Linked DNA regions of Mus musculus: region 1 is linked to region 2. A link is a contact called in public HiCAR-type data. All regions are on one chromosome and are shown on one strand. Each heading gives the region's core, a stretch centred on a gene start, on an enhancer-like site or on the middle of the called end of the contact. The rest is flanking DNA. Distances are from core to core; before and after follow the strand shown.

What was found. HiCAR-type assays count read pairs that join an accessible place to other places.
Region 1: a HiCAR-type map of kidney shows a contact between it and region 2, with 5 times the contacts expected there. The contact joins the promoter of Ostm1 here to the enhancer-like site in region 2. A contact is called at or near these places in 2 of 484 Hi-C or Micro-C datasets (adipose-derived mesenchymal stem cells and pre-B cells), 2 of 115 datasets of contacts at active chromatin or transcription factors (kidney and large pre-B cells) and 2 of 9 other capture datasets (embryonic stem cells and liver).

What each region holds. Positions count from the first base shown.
Region 1 is chr10:42,674,108-42,680,951 of GRCm38.p6, reverse strand. Ostm1 (osteopetrosis associated transmembrane protein 1) reads right to left here and starts at 2,036. Exons shown (of 6, transcript NM_172416.3): 1 at 1,555-2,036. The coding sequence starts at 1,968.
Region 2 is chr10:41,977,870-41,985,535 of GRCm38.p6, reverse strand. Armc2 (armadillo repeat containing 2) reads left to right here. Exons shown (of 18, transcript NM_001034858.3): 6 at 4,939-5,015. Among named protein-coding and RNA genes, the nearest start is that of Gm33058, 23 kb to the right of the region's middle. Within about 2 kb of position 4,610, at least 66 of the 459 cell types and tissues checked have an H3K27ac peak or open chromatin away from gene starts, as enhancers often do. A contact at or near this core is called in kidney and pre-B cells, where this site is marked.

The DNA of each region.
Region 1 (6,844 bases), core at 787-3,286, 700 kb before region 2:
ACAACGGAGAGGGAGGGGGATGGGTTATAGATGGTGGGAGGATACAAGGGAGGGGGAAGGGTTACAGATAGTACAAGGGAAAGGGAGGAGCTACAGATGGTGGGAGGGTAAAACGGAGAGGGGGGTCATAGTGCGGAAGGTACAACGGAGAGGGAGGAGTTATGGATAGTTGGGGGTACAACGGAGAGGGAGGGGAAGGGGAGGTTACAGAGGTGGGAGGGTACAAGGAAGGGGGAGGAGTTACAGAAGGTGGGAGGGTACAACGGAGATGTGAAGCAGGAACTTGGAGAAAAGGAGATGTAGAGTGGACAAACTGTTACTGTGAGGAGATGCCAGCCTGTTACTTGGTAGACTACTTTAAAGACAGGGTTGGGGCTCTGTTAGTACACAGCTTGTCTAGCGTGGACAAGTCATGGGTTCTATTCACAGCTGCATAAAACCAGACCATAGTGACACGTCCGTAATCTAGGCACCTGGGAGGGGAAAGCAGGAGGGGTCAAGTGATCCTCTGCTACTCGGTGAGTTCAAGGCCAGTCAGGGCGACAAGAAACTTCATCACAAATAAATACATTAATTAAATTAAAATAGAATGAAAAGACTCCCTAAAAACAGCTTATTTAATGTAACTGCTCAAAATCAAATACAACGCTGCATATTAAAGTCATAGAGAAAGGAGCGAATCTGAAAAATACTGCATGCACTCCTATTTAAACTGCCTTGAAAGCCAAATCTTTCCACAAAGAGTGACTCTGGACTTTACTTAATGCAAATGAATGTCCCCATTTACAAAAAAAAAAAAAATCTGCTTAGTAACATTAGGCTAGATTAAAAACAAGATACACCTATTGACATTTCTATTTAGTTTAGTCAATTACGACCTCTAAAGCAACTGAAGCCACATTTTTCATGAGACTACTTGGCCCCTCAGGACGCAAGAACCATTTCCACCCCCAATCCCTGTGTCCTCCTTATTTTTCCTTTACCAGGCAACCCTGTGACTCTCACGGTGGCCGACACCGTAATCCTTTCCTAATTTATACAGTTCTTAGAGGCAAAGACTGTGTCTTCCTCTTTTGGTTTGCCTTCATTAAGTCCTTCACATTACCTTCCAAGTGACCAGGAAAGCTCTCGAGTTACAGAGAAGGCAGACTATCCTAAAATGGCAACTCACCGACCACGAACTATTACTGTATGTCGCTTTGTGTGGCCTCTCTTTGTCCCCACTTTCCGGATGAGAAAACAAGCAGAGAATGTCACTAACTTGCCAGAGAACAAGCTGATAAACAGGATGGAACCGAACTCAATACTTTGAAAAATAATAAAGGTCACACTGATAGAAACTGGTGGCTCTGGGTATGTTCGCTGCAATGTTCCAGCAAACCTGTCCCAAGAAGATGCCGGCTTACAGCATCCAGGGGGACAGCATTCCAAGCCATAAGCCCCTAAAGTCACCCGCTTGTTTCTGATACCCTAACTCCACAGACCGTCCAATGCCGTTTCCTTACTTTCCCAACCCCCCCCCCCCCCAGGTGCCGAGGCTGCTCCTCTACCCACCCCGATGTTTCGGCTGATGTTGTCCATCTTGATTGCGACCTGTTGGAAGAGCGGGTAGCAGGTCTGGCAGAGGCGCACGGGCCGAGCGCTGCGCACCATACAGGCGGTCAGCTCGGCGCTGCTATTGGCGAAGTCCATCAGCAGCTCCCGGCACTCAGGCTCCAGATCCGGCAGGTCCGGAGGTAGCAGTGACAGCGGCCCTAGACCTCCGCCCTGCAGCAAAGACAGGGTCAAGTCCTGCACCTCCAACAGCTGCTGCTCCGACAGCAGGTCCGCAAAGCCTGGGTGCCGACTGCTGGTGAAGGGGAGCGCGCACAGGGCGCACCTCCACCGCAGCAGCTGCAGCAGCAGCAGCGCCGGCAGCCACCGCCACGGCCACCCGCTACTGCGCGCCAGCTCCGCGTCCCGAGCCATCCCCGGGCCGGACTGTAACAGATAGCTCGCCCGGTGCTTCCGACAGCAGCCGCTTCCGGCTTCGGCCGGCGCAGGCCCTGAGTGGAGTCACGAGGTGAGTGCGTCACGGCCCCGCCCACCTGCCTCCGGAGGCGCGCGGGTGTGAGCGCGCCCCGCTTGGAGGTCTGTAGAGCTGCTGCAACCCCAGTGCATCCCAGGCCTCCGTCTTGCACGCTCTGCACCCTGCAGTTCCCCGCCTTCCATGAGCCTGTGGAGTTTGTTCTGGTTGCTGGAACTCCAGGGAGATGACTGCCGAGTGAGCTCCCAGAAAAACCCAGTAGACTGATGGTTTGGGCAGGTGTTCATTTTCATTGGCTCTGGATTAGTAAAATTTCTTCATCTCCTCTGGAGAGTGGATAACATCCGTTGGCAGTTCTGGTTTTGGAACTTGTGGCTTCAAAAGGCTTGATTGATTGATTTTAATTCTCAACTATCTACCCCGAACAGAACTTCCTGGGGTGATGAATATAGTCCACGTCTTAGTTAATAGGGAAGCCACTACCCACATGTAGCAGCTGAACCCTTGAATTGTAGCTACTACGATGATAGAACTAATTGTCCAATGTCACTTAATTTAAATATAACTATCTGACTAGTGACACCTGTGTACGGCTCGGATCTGGGTGTAGTGTTTTAGCGCAATAGAAATCCTACCTAATACATACACTTGAGCATACCCCACTATGTTATTATTATATATTCTATATTATACGATTATTATACCATATATTACATAACATATTGTAACATAATATGTAATATTAATATATAACATGTAATATGTGACACGTAGCATTTTATGATATGTTGTAATATGTTATATTGTATATTATGTAATGTATAATATATGTTATGATAATAAATATGTATACATTATATAATATTAATACATATAGGTATTTTTCTTCTTGGAGACAAGCCTCATGTAACTCAGGCTAGTTCTCTAACACACTAAGAAACATGTTTGCGCTATACCAGAGAATGGCCTTGAAATTCTGATCTTCCTGCCTCCCTGCTGAAAGTGCCACCATGTACCCCCATTGCCAGGTGTTTGTGGTGCTGGAGACCAAACCCAGGGCCTGGTGTGTGCTAAGCAAGCAAGCATTCTGTCAACCCAGAGACATGAGAGAGAGAGAGAGAGAGAGAGAGAGAGAGAGAGAACCATAATAACAAATCAAAAGAAAGCCTATTAATAAGTCATTGCAGTAGACACTGGAATAAAGCAAGAGGCCAGGATATAATGTGCTCAAGAGTAGGATGTGAGGGGTGGGGACATCCATGTAGAGACAGAGGTATGGGGAGGAGGTACGGGATGTGGATCAGTCGGAGAGTTGGGGGGGGTAATAAAATATGGAGTGTAAAATAATTAATTAATTAATTAAAAAGAGAAAGAAAGAAAAAAAAGAATAGGATAGGAAAAAAACCATTGTAGGGCCATCCAGCAAGATGGTTCAGCAGGTGTTGTGTTCATGGTTCCAGGGGGCTAGCATCCACAGCGGCAGGGGAGGCAGCAACAGGCTGGAGCAGGATACTGAGAACTCACATCTTAAACACTGAGCACAAGCTGAGAATGAATGGGAATTGTGGGAGTCTTTACATTCTCAGAGCCCACCTCCAGTGACACTGCATCAGGGCTGTACCTCCTAAACCTTGGCAAACAGTGCCCCAACGGGGGACCAAGTGTTCAAAGGTCTGAGACTCTGGAGTTATTATCATCATGTCCTGGTCTGAATGAGAATGCCACCATAGGCTCATATCTTTCTATGTCTACTCCCTAGTAACATACTGCTTACAGAAGATTTAGGAGGCATGGCCTTGTTGGAAGAGGTGTCATTGGGAGTCGGCTTTGAGGTTTTGAAAGCCCATGCCAGGCCCAGTGTCTTTGTCTGTGTGTGTGTGTGTGTATGTATGTATGTATGTATGTATGTATGTATGTATGTATGTATATATTTGTCTGATTGTCTATCACTCCCTCTCCGTCTCCCTGCCTATGGATCAGGCTGTAAAGCTCTCTGCTACTGTGTGCTTCCTGCCATGATGCAGTGGCCTAATTCTCTAAAACTGCAAACAAGCCCCCAGTCAAACGCTTTCTTCTATATGTTGCCTTGGTCGTGGTGTCTCCTCACAGCAATAGAACAGTGAGTAAGATACCCCTGAGTCGGGTAAAGATGCTTACTATCAACCCCAAGGACACAGTAGAAGAGACTTCCCAGGTTGTCCACTGACCTCCACAGGTATGCCTAGACACATACACAAAATTAAAGCAAATGGTTTGGAAAGAACAATAAATGTGTGTAGCAGGACTAAATCAAGCTTACAGGAGCCGCTGCAGTAGTATTTAGGGGGCATTATAAAGAAGCTGTCTGCTGGGCTTAGAGGTGAGTCAGAAACTTCTTCCAGGAGGAAGAGATCTTTGAGGTCTTACAGGGTGAGCAGGATTCCTTAGCAGCTTACAGCATCCTAGGAGAAAGTAGCAGCAGCTACTAGAAGAAAGGACTCTTGTCTTACGGCTGCAGCTGTGCGCTCTTGTTGCTTGAAACTGCTGTTGCTGCACTGATGGACCGCAGGGATGGAGCTAAACCTGAACCACCTGCCTAGGACTTTCTCAAATGCTTTCCCTTCAGCCTGTGGGCAACAAGAACTGTTAACAGAGTTACAGTGAGCGTTTTAGGTAGAGAACTCTAGCAACAATATGTAACTCCCCACCCCCTACATCATAAAACTGAGAGTGTGTCATTAAAGGAGAAGACAGAAACTGTATAAAAGACATTGAGGTATGTCTGGTGGGAAAGAGAGAGGTTTGACTAAAGAACTATGATCCAGGAAGAATGAGAACCAGTGGGTATTTTGGCCTGTATAGGTTAAGATAACCAGGCAGATGGTAGTGCCATGGTTAGGGACAGGGACACAGGGAAGGGAGAGCATTGGGAAGGACACAGAAGCTGTGAATCCAGCTGAAACTGGCCACTCAGGATGGTTGTGGTGGAGGTGCCCAGAGAGTATTTAAATCGCAGATGCAATGCCTGCCAAGGATTCAGAGTTAGGAGTCATGCAGGCTGGTTCTTGTCAACTTGACCCAAGCTAGAGTCACCTGAGAAAAGTGAACTTCAATTGAGAAAGTGCCTTGGTAAAATCAGCCCTTCGGCAAGCCTGTGGGGCATTTTCTTGGTTGATGATTGATGTGGGAGGGCCAGTCCTCTGTGGGACTTGGGAGCTGGGTCAGCAGGGACAGAAATCACTTGTGTGTCCTAGTTGTATGTCGTGGTTTGGCTTCTGTTGCTGTGATGAAACACCGTAACCAAGAGCAGCTTTGGGGAGGGAAGGGTTGGTTTGCCTTACACTCCCACATAGATCATGGAGGCAGGAACTCAAGTAGAGCCCATGGGAGGAGGATGCTTACTGGCGCCTTCCCAGGCTTGCTCAGACCTTTTACACAAAGGACCACTAGCCCTGCCCACAGTGTACTGGGCCCTCCCACATCAGCCATCCAACCAAGAAAATGTCCCACAGCCCAATCTAATGAAAGCAATTCCTCAACGGAGGTTTCTTTCTCCCTAGGTGACTTCAGTTTGAATCAAGTTGACAAAAATTAGCCAATATACTGTACAGATGTGAGGACCGGAGTTCATACTCTCGGAAGCCATGTAAAAGTTGTGTGGGCTGGCAGCCTACCTGAAAGGAACAGGAAATACCCAGAGAAAGCCAGCAGCTAGCCAGACCAGCTGAGACTCTCTGTTCAGCAAGGGTCACTGTCTCAATATATGAAGAGGAGAGCCATCAGAAAAACACCTCACATCACCTCAGGCTTTACATCAGCATGCACCCACATGTACACATGCACACACACATGCACCCGCACACATACATGCACATACACACACATATGCACACACATGTACACATATACATACACATGCACACACACACATAACACGCACCCACACATACACATGCACACACATAACACACACCCACACATACACATGCACACACATAACACACCCACACATACACATATACCCATATGTACACATGCACCACACATAACATCACATGCACCCATACAAATGCAAACATGCACACATATATGCATGCACACCACACGTACATCAAGAGACTAAGATTAATTGGTGCTTATCAGAAATTATTTTATTTCTAATGAGCTTATACCATAAGTGAATGTATAAGTAAGATCACAAGAGAGGTCGTGAATGGAAACCAAGTAATAGAAAGTAGAGCCACTGCCTAACTTCTGGTCATCTCTAGCCTCTTGCCTGCACTGATATACTGTCAAATGCTAGCAAACGGGAAAGGCGAGAAGCCCACGTGGTCCTCTGGCTTCCATTTAGTACAACAAATGCCCGCAATAAGTCAACTTACACAGAGAAAAGTTTCATTTGGACTCATAACTGGAGGTGTCAGTTTCAGGTTAACTGGCCCCGCATGTTGGGCTTGTGTGAGCCAGCACACCATGCTGAGGAGCCTGGAACAGAGCAAAGCCATTTACCTCATAGGAAAGAAGGGGGTCCTGGGTCACACCTCCTAGGACACACCCCCAAGACCCCACACACTGAGAAGTACCCCCACCTCCCAATAATGTTGAACATTAGGCTTTTAACACGTGAACCTTTAGAGGAGACTCTACTGTTCGGATGGTGAATGAAAGAACAAGTCTGGATAGATAGCCAGCTAACAGCAAGTATTAGTCTTCCAGAGGACCCAGGTTTGGTTTCCAGCACAACTGCCTGTGACTGTAGCTCAAGGGAATCTAACACCTTAGGCCTCTGTGAGCAACACACACACACACACACACACACACAATTTAAAAAATAAATAC
Region 2 (7,666 bases), core at 3,361-5,860:
CATAGTTATGGTCCAGGAGTAGTGTGGCCAGTCCGACTGACTGCACCATCCATTCATGGGCTGCAGGGATCTGTCAGCCTTTGTATGCCATTGCCTGCCAGAGTTGGTTCTAGTATTTTAAGTGCAATGTAAGACTCTTGGCAGCAACAGGGAACAGAAAACTGTATATCTCCTGAAACTTGAGAGATGCAGAGGAGAAGCCCTGGGAAAACCAAATTGTTCTCACATGGACTTCAGCCTGCAGCCAGGGCAGAGCTAAGGGCACGGCAGAGGTGTAGAGCCAACGCCCTTGATCCTTCCTTACCACCAACTCCTCCAGGGTTGTGTGAACCAGCCACCGGCACTGGTGTTCTAAGTCCTTGGGAATTAGGTTTCCATCTGTAGACGGATGACCTAACTAATGAAAATGGTGGTTTTCTGCCTCTAAAAAGAATTTCACCAAAGAGCCCAATGACTAATTTCCGGATTTTTTTTTTTTAATTTGGACACATCAAAAAAAAATCATTGAGAAAAATTTAATAATGTTGTTTAATAACATGGAGCAGTAAGCAGGGAAGAACAGTTTTTCTGGACGACTGAACTGGGACCCAGATACATCTGATAGGCAGGAAATCACTGCCAACACAATGCCGGAATTTAATAACGATGCGAAGGTCTGAAGTGTGTGGGGCATCTGCCTTAGCTGCACATGGAAGAAATGGGAGTTAACTAGTAGTGGTTTGTGACCCTCGAAACAGCTATCGTGGCACCAGGCTGCATCGCTTAAAATACCCCCCCCCTTCTCTGGCCACAATGTGAGCTCAAAGCTAGTGTCCTTTTATAGGGACATAAAACAGACTGACTGTAAACAAATGGGCCCACAAGCATTTGAAGGGCTCAGGACTGAGTAGTGAGCATGTTAGCAAACACATATTGATGACTGCCATGCTCCAGATCATTCTGTCTTTCCAGCAGCCTCAAGGTGGGAGCACTGTGATGGGAGCACCGTGACTCACCACCCTTCTGTACAGATGAGGAAACCTACTTGTAGTTAAAATAAAATGTACCCACAACCACACAGCTGTCAGGGGGGCGTAAGCCACAGGAGAAGGTGTGAAGAGATGAGGGTGGCATCTTCACATATTTAAAGGGTTTCTAGGAGGAAGAGAAAAATGTGTTCTGTGTGGTTTCAGTCAGTGGTGCAAGTTGCGTGGAGCACATCTGCTCCTCTTCCTCTACAGTGACCGAGGGATTTTCCCTCCCATCCTCGGGATTTTCCCTCCGTTCTCTTCCATGAGACAGTGAAAGTAGCTCACCTTGAGCTCAGAAATCCTCCTGCCTCCGCCTCCTGAGCTGTTCTTTTCTTGGTACCCATCTTTTCTGCCCACTCCTGCAGGGCTTCACCAGCATGGCTCAGTGGATACACAGCAACATGCTTTGGGCAGACAGCACCTCTTTCCTCGGTCCCCAGCTTTTGTGACCCCATCCTCGATTGAGTCCTCTTTCCCTGCATGTAACAAATACATTTCTTTCTTCCTGCTTGATGCCTTTGTCCATGTTCACAAACGCCCTGGAGACCTGGGGTCTCCAGGTCCAAGCCCCTCTTCTGTGTCTCTGGTCCTGGGTGGTAATTTAAACCTTCTCTGATCTCTACATCTTTGTCGATGATACGCCCCGACCGACACCTGGCATCAGAAACTCAAGCAGACAAAACCCTACATTGCTTGACCCTGTAAACTGTCCCCGTTAACCTCACCATTTCTCTGGTAGGAACCTGCTTTCCAGGTCCTCCGGGTCTACACTCTGCTCTTCAGATGCTAAAATCAGCCCCATGTTGCAGTAACTTTTCACATCTTTTCCAGTCCCACAATGATCCTGGGATCATGGTCGCTCATTCTTTCTCTTGAATGCTCTGTCATCGCGGCCCCAAACCCCATGCCTCATGTCACATCCTCGAGTAAGAAGCTGTACGTTTCTTATTGGCTATCACTTAAGGGTCCACAGCAAATCCCACAGGTCCACAGCTGTTCCCAGACTTCCCAGCAGAACCTCTTCCTACCTACCTCACCAGGTCCGAGCGAGCCCCTCCTTGCGTATCAAACTCTCATGCACTCATTTTTCTGGGACAGCTTGTCAGTTGCTAGTTCCATTTCTACTCCTTTAAAGGGCACTTATAGTCCATCCTTCCCGCTGTGCGGTCCTTTCTCCTCAGCATACTCTCAAAGTCTTTTGCACTTTTCCGTTAAGGTAGATTTTTATCCTCACTGGAAAAAACATCTTCTGGGCCCATATCCACCTCTGCTTGCTCCCCTAGGTGCTTATGGGCTCAAAAGAAATGAACTAGTGCTGACAACTCGCCAAGTCCCCTCAGTGAGCTGGCTGACACCCGAAACCGAAGCATTGCAGTAGATTTAGGAGGGGAAACCAAAGCCTGGTAGTCTTCCCGAGGTCACAGGCTGTGAGTGTTGACCTAGGATATGAACTCAGTGTCCCCCAAACCATGATGACTGTGTACGATGGCAGTGGGTCCCAAGTCCATCTTTTCTTGGCAGCCTCGGGGAGCAACACTGCCAAGCCTGTGCATACCGATTGTCCTTTTCATTCTTTTCTAGAAGGGAGGTGGCACAGATGAGGTGTCATGGAGGCAGCCTTACCCCTGGCCATGTCTCAGGGAGAGTGGACAGGCACTGGGTGGGGGCAGGGGTGGGTCTGTGAGCTGAAAACTGTCTTGTTAGATTTCAGTGTTTATTAAAGGGACACACACACATATATGCATGTGCATGTGTGCACACACACATGTATGCACGTGTGTACACACACATGTATGCACGTATGCACACACGCGTACACACACAGAAATGAAACTCTTGATCTTAAAAATGTCAGGTTATATCTAGAAATTAAAAATATAGGAACTTCCTTGCTTTCCACCCCATTGAAGTTTTGTTTGTTTGTTTGTTTGTTTTAATTTTAGGATTTTGTGTGTTCTGATAGATGTGTACTCCTGCCACAGTATCTAGTGGGCAGAGGACAACTTTGTGCAGTTGGTTCTCCCCTTCCACTTTTATGTGCATTCTGGGAATCAAACCTAGGTCACCAGGCTTGCAGGGCAAGCACCGTTTCACCTTGAGCCACCTCAACAGCCCTGTTATTTGCATCTATTAGTTACAGATAATAATGGGTTCCATGACAATTGTCATGCCCGTATCTGATGGATTTTTTTTTCGTTTCACCTCCATTACCCTCTCTCGTCCCCCCTCCCACTCTTGTTGAGCATATGTGAGTGTGCACGTGCGTGTAAGTGTGCATGAGTGTGTGTGTGTGTGTGTGTGTGTGTGTGTGTCCCAGTGAGTTCCATTAGGGTTGGCTAGAAGTGTGGATGAAGGTTTGTTTATAGGAGTCTGGATGCCTTACCCATTGCTACATCACAGAAGACAATTTCTCCCCCTCTCCCATCAACCATTAACTGTGTGAATCCGCTGGGGGAGGGGGCAGGGTGTAGGGTTGGTTTTGTTCAAATAGGGTCTCATGTAACTTTTTGTTGTTGTTGTTTTGGTTTGGGTTTTTCAAGACAGGGCTTCTCTGTGTAGCCCTGGCTGTCCTGGAACTCACTTTGCAGACCAGGCTGGCCTCGGACTCAAAGATCCTCCTGCCTCTGCATCCTGAGTGCTGGGAGTAAAGGCGTGTGCCACCACTGCCCTGCTCTCGTGTAACTCATGAAGTCTTGCTTCGACAATCTTTCCATGGATTGAGTCCTTTTGTTCTGTCTTTGAGGGAATTTGTCTTCATGTTCTCTGTTTTATTGGCTAGGAACATCTTGCTGCAAAAATTCAGTTGTTTCAGAAAATTAGAGCCTTTTTGTTTTAATTGGTCCTACCAAGTTTCCCTATTTTATGACAAAGAGAAACATCTGGACTTTAAAAACAAAACCAAAAACATGTTGACAGGGAAAAAAAATACTAAAAGTTATGTGAAGAGGCTAAATCTGGGGCAGGGGGGTGGTGGTGGAGTAAAGACCAAGGGCAAGCACTCAGGAGAAGAGGCAGGAGGATCTCTGTGAGTCTGCTGCCAGCCTGGCCTCCAGAGTGAGTTCCAGGACAGGCAGGGCCACACATAGAAACCCTGTCTGAAAAACAAAACAAAAACAAAAACAAAATGATAATAACTTATATATTTATTATTATTTAGATTATTGTTGTTAATATTATTAAAATCAGTGTGTGGAATTATCAAAAAGAAATTGTGTCAGACTTGCCATTTTAGCCTGAGTGACCTTGGGAATTTATACAGATCTTTAAAAGGCAATACCTTCAGGTCAGCTGTAAGTGGGGAAGCCAGGCAGCAGAGTCAAGTGCCTCCATAGCTAGCCAGGCTACTCGTACGCTTCTCATCTGAGGACTGCCCAAATACACTGTCTACTTTTTTATTTTTAACATTTAAAATATTTCTAAGAGTATTTTTAGAGACTATTAATTGACTTGAGTTTTAAAGTGGGAATGGGACGTGCTGTGGTGCAGTGGAAAGAACAGTGGGTTGAAAAATCCCGAGCTCCGCATTCCAGAGCTGACCCTGCTCATGTGACCTTGGACAGAGCAAGCTGGCTTTCCCTTGGCTGGTTTTCTTCCTCTGTTTCTTGTTGTAACAGCGGCCTCTTGTGGTCCATATCATTAACAACAACCACCACTACCACTACTACCTCACCCCCCAGTCAATTTTGGATTTTTAAATTTATTTTTTATTTTTGGTTCTTTCCAGTGTTATATTTCATACTGTTAAGCCAGCAGACTTGTGTTCTCACAGATAAATCTTAGGAGGCAAAGGCAGGTGACAGCAGACAAATGGGCACCAAACCCATCTCTTAAACTAGTCTCTGTAGTTTCTTCCAAGCCTGACATGAACAAATTGCAGTTTATAAAAATGAAAATACTTCTGTGTCTCATCCATTGCTCTTCCTCCTAGGGACCCTGGGAAACGGCGTGCCAGGGCCTCCTCGTGCCCTAGCAGCTCAGACCTGAGCAGGAAGGAAACCAGGGCAGGTGAGTGTGCCTCTCTGCCCTCAGCATCATAGCAGATGAGAGTGCCTCTCCTCCTTCAGCATCCAGAGCAGGTGAGAGTGCCTCTCCTCCTTCAGCATCCAGAGCAGGTGAGTGTGCCTCTCCGCCTTCAGCATCCAGAGCAGGTGAGTGTGCCTCTCCGCCTTCAGCATCCTTCATTCTCAAGATCTTTGTGCTGTTAAACAGTGTGACTTGTTTTTCAAAGACAAATGTTAGGTGGAAGTCAAGGAGAGTCTAGAGTGCCACACCGAGCCCTTAGTAACTCTGTTCGACAACTTCAGGAACTGGATCCAACTTGCTCAGAAACCATTTGTTTTCTAAGTTTTCATTTTTCACTGCCGTCTTAAACCAGTATCCAGGTCTGCTGCCTTCAATGTAGACAGAAACTCACAGAAATTATAGCTTGAAGGTATCTGGAGGGTTTGTGTGCAGATTTAATATCAGTGTAAATCTAAACTTAAGTTCAAAAGCATTGCCCACTTAAATGAAGAAGGTTTTAATTCTTCAAGATTTTTTGTTTTTTGTTTTTGTCTTTAAAATAAAGAAAAAGATACAAATGTGGCACATTGTTAACATTGGACCAAACTAGTCAGGGTAGGACAGCTGTCTGTTACATTAAATGAAACTATATTATGAAAGCCCTTTAGGGACTTTATTCTGCCTGAGGAAATATGAAATAATACAGACCAATGGTTAGAAATGGTGCAAAGTCAGGCAGTGAGAAAAATGAGCCAGGGAACATTTGTTACACTATACCACTGTAACATTGTAACACTGTAACATTGTAACACTGTAACATTGTAACATTGACTGTACAACACAAGCAGCAGGTGAAACCTTAAGTTGTGGAAACAAGAGTTAGGGAGCTCTGTGTCACACCTAGAAAAACAAACATGCTGTCACCCCCATTTCAAAGGCTGGTGACCCCCCCCCCCATGGGGAAGGATCTAGATAAGGCAGGCATAAGAAGGTTTTAAGCCTTCAAGGTTTTTGTTGTTGTTGTTGTCTTTAAAATAAAAAGATACAAACGTAGCACATTATTAGCATTGAACCAAACTATTCAGGGTAGGACAGTGTCTGTTATATTCTTCATAGTTTTTTTTTTTCATTTCACACAAAAGTTTATGTCGGGCTCTATGAGTACACATCTATAATCTGAACATTTTGGAAACAGAGACAGGGTTATGAATTGCAGGCCATTCTGAGCTACAGTAAGACCTTGTCTCAACAAAAATAAAAAATGATGATAAATGATATCAATCTAGCACCGTGTAAAAGATGTTATCTTCAAACTAGCCCCTCACCAGTAAGGAGACAGTTAGTGGTCACCTGCAATGTATCTAGAACTCAGGAGAATCTAAGCCTTCCAATTCCCTAGACAACATTGTTGCTAAGGGGTTTACGTTTGCATGCTAAAAACACCAGCCAATGCTAACAATGTATCAAGCTGTTGGGTCCAAAGCTGAAAGCTGTGGTTAACAGCTATAACCACGGAGACAGCAGAATCTTCAAAAACAGGCAGTATTTCTTGCCTGACTTACCCAATTTTCCTGTTGAATCATTATTTTTATATTTAGCAAGCAGTGAACCTAGATGAAAGTCCTTTTTAAAATTTGAAGTTGTTCCCCAAGACTGGGCCACACTGTGTGTTTGTAGACATGCTTCAGTTTCTAGAATTCACTGGGGATAGGGTATGGAATGGAGGTGATGGGGGCAGTGAGGACCACATGGGGATACAGAAGCAAGGCCATAGCAAGACACAACCACATTAGTGGGGATTCCTGGGAGACGACCGAGAAGAAATTCTTATACCACAGTGTTTAGCTAACTTCTCAAAATGAGTCTGAGAAGTCTCAGAAGGGTCTGGAGGTAACTAAACTTGGGTGATTTCTGACTCATCTTGATAATCATTTCTTCCTGGGGGGAGCATGTTGACTGATTTCACTCTTCCTGGGGAACTAGTTGATCGCTCAGCTTTACATTGAAAAGCACACTGTGTAGGGGTTTCGTTTTGGTTTTTTGTTTTTTTTTTAAGACCACATGGATTTAAAGCCTGAATTTCTAGTAATTTGGGGTTTTGATGTGTTAGAGCAGGTTCCTACTCCAATAGATGATGCCACAGCTCAATGTCAGAGTCTTTTTCTCGAACCCTTTACCATATTTTTTGAGATGGTCTCTCGTTGGACATGGAGCCACATTCTGGCCACACTGAGCTGGTCAGTGAGCTCGCAGGATCTGCCTGTTTCTGCTCCTCTGCTCTGGGGTTACAGCACCATGCCTGGCTTCTTTTATATGTGCTGGGGATCCAAGCCTGGGTCCTGAAGCTTGCAGCAGCAGGTGCCTTACCCACCGAGCCATCTCCCCAACCTGCTTTCTAGCAAATTTAAGTGTTTCCTATATATGTCAAGGAAATTGACTGTTGTTGACTTAACAACTTCTGGCTTTTTGTTTGCCTTCTTCAATACTGAGTCTGTTCATATCCTTTGGCCTCTAAGTGGATTAATTACCTAGGACTATGAGCGGCGGTCTTCTTATACTGCGTGGCTATTTGTATTTACTTTTAGAATTACATGCTTGTTTGTTTTGTTTGTTTAATGTGAGTACATGGTTGCTCTCTTCAGACACACCAGAAG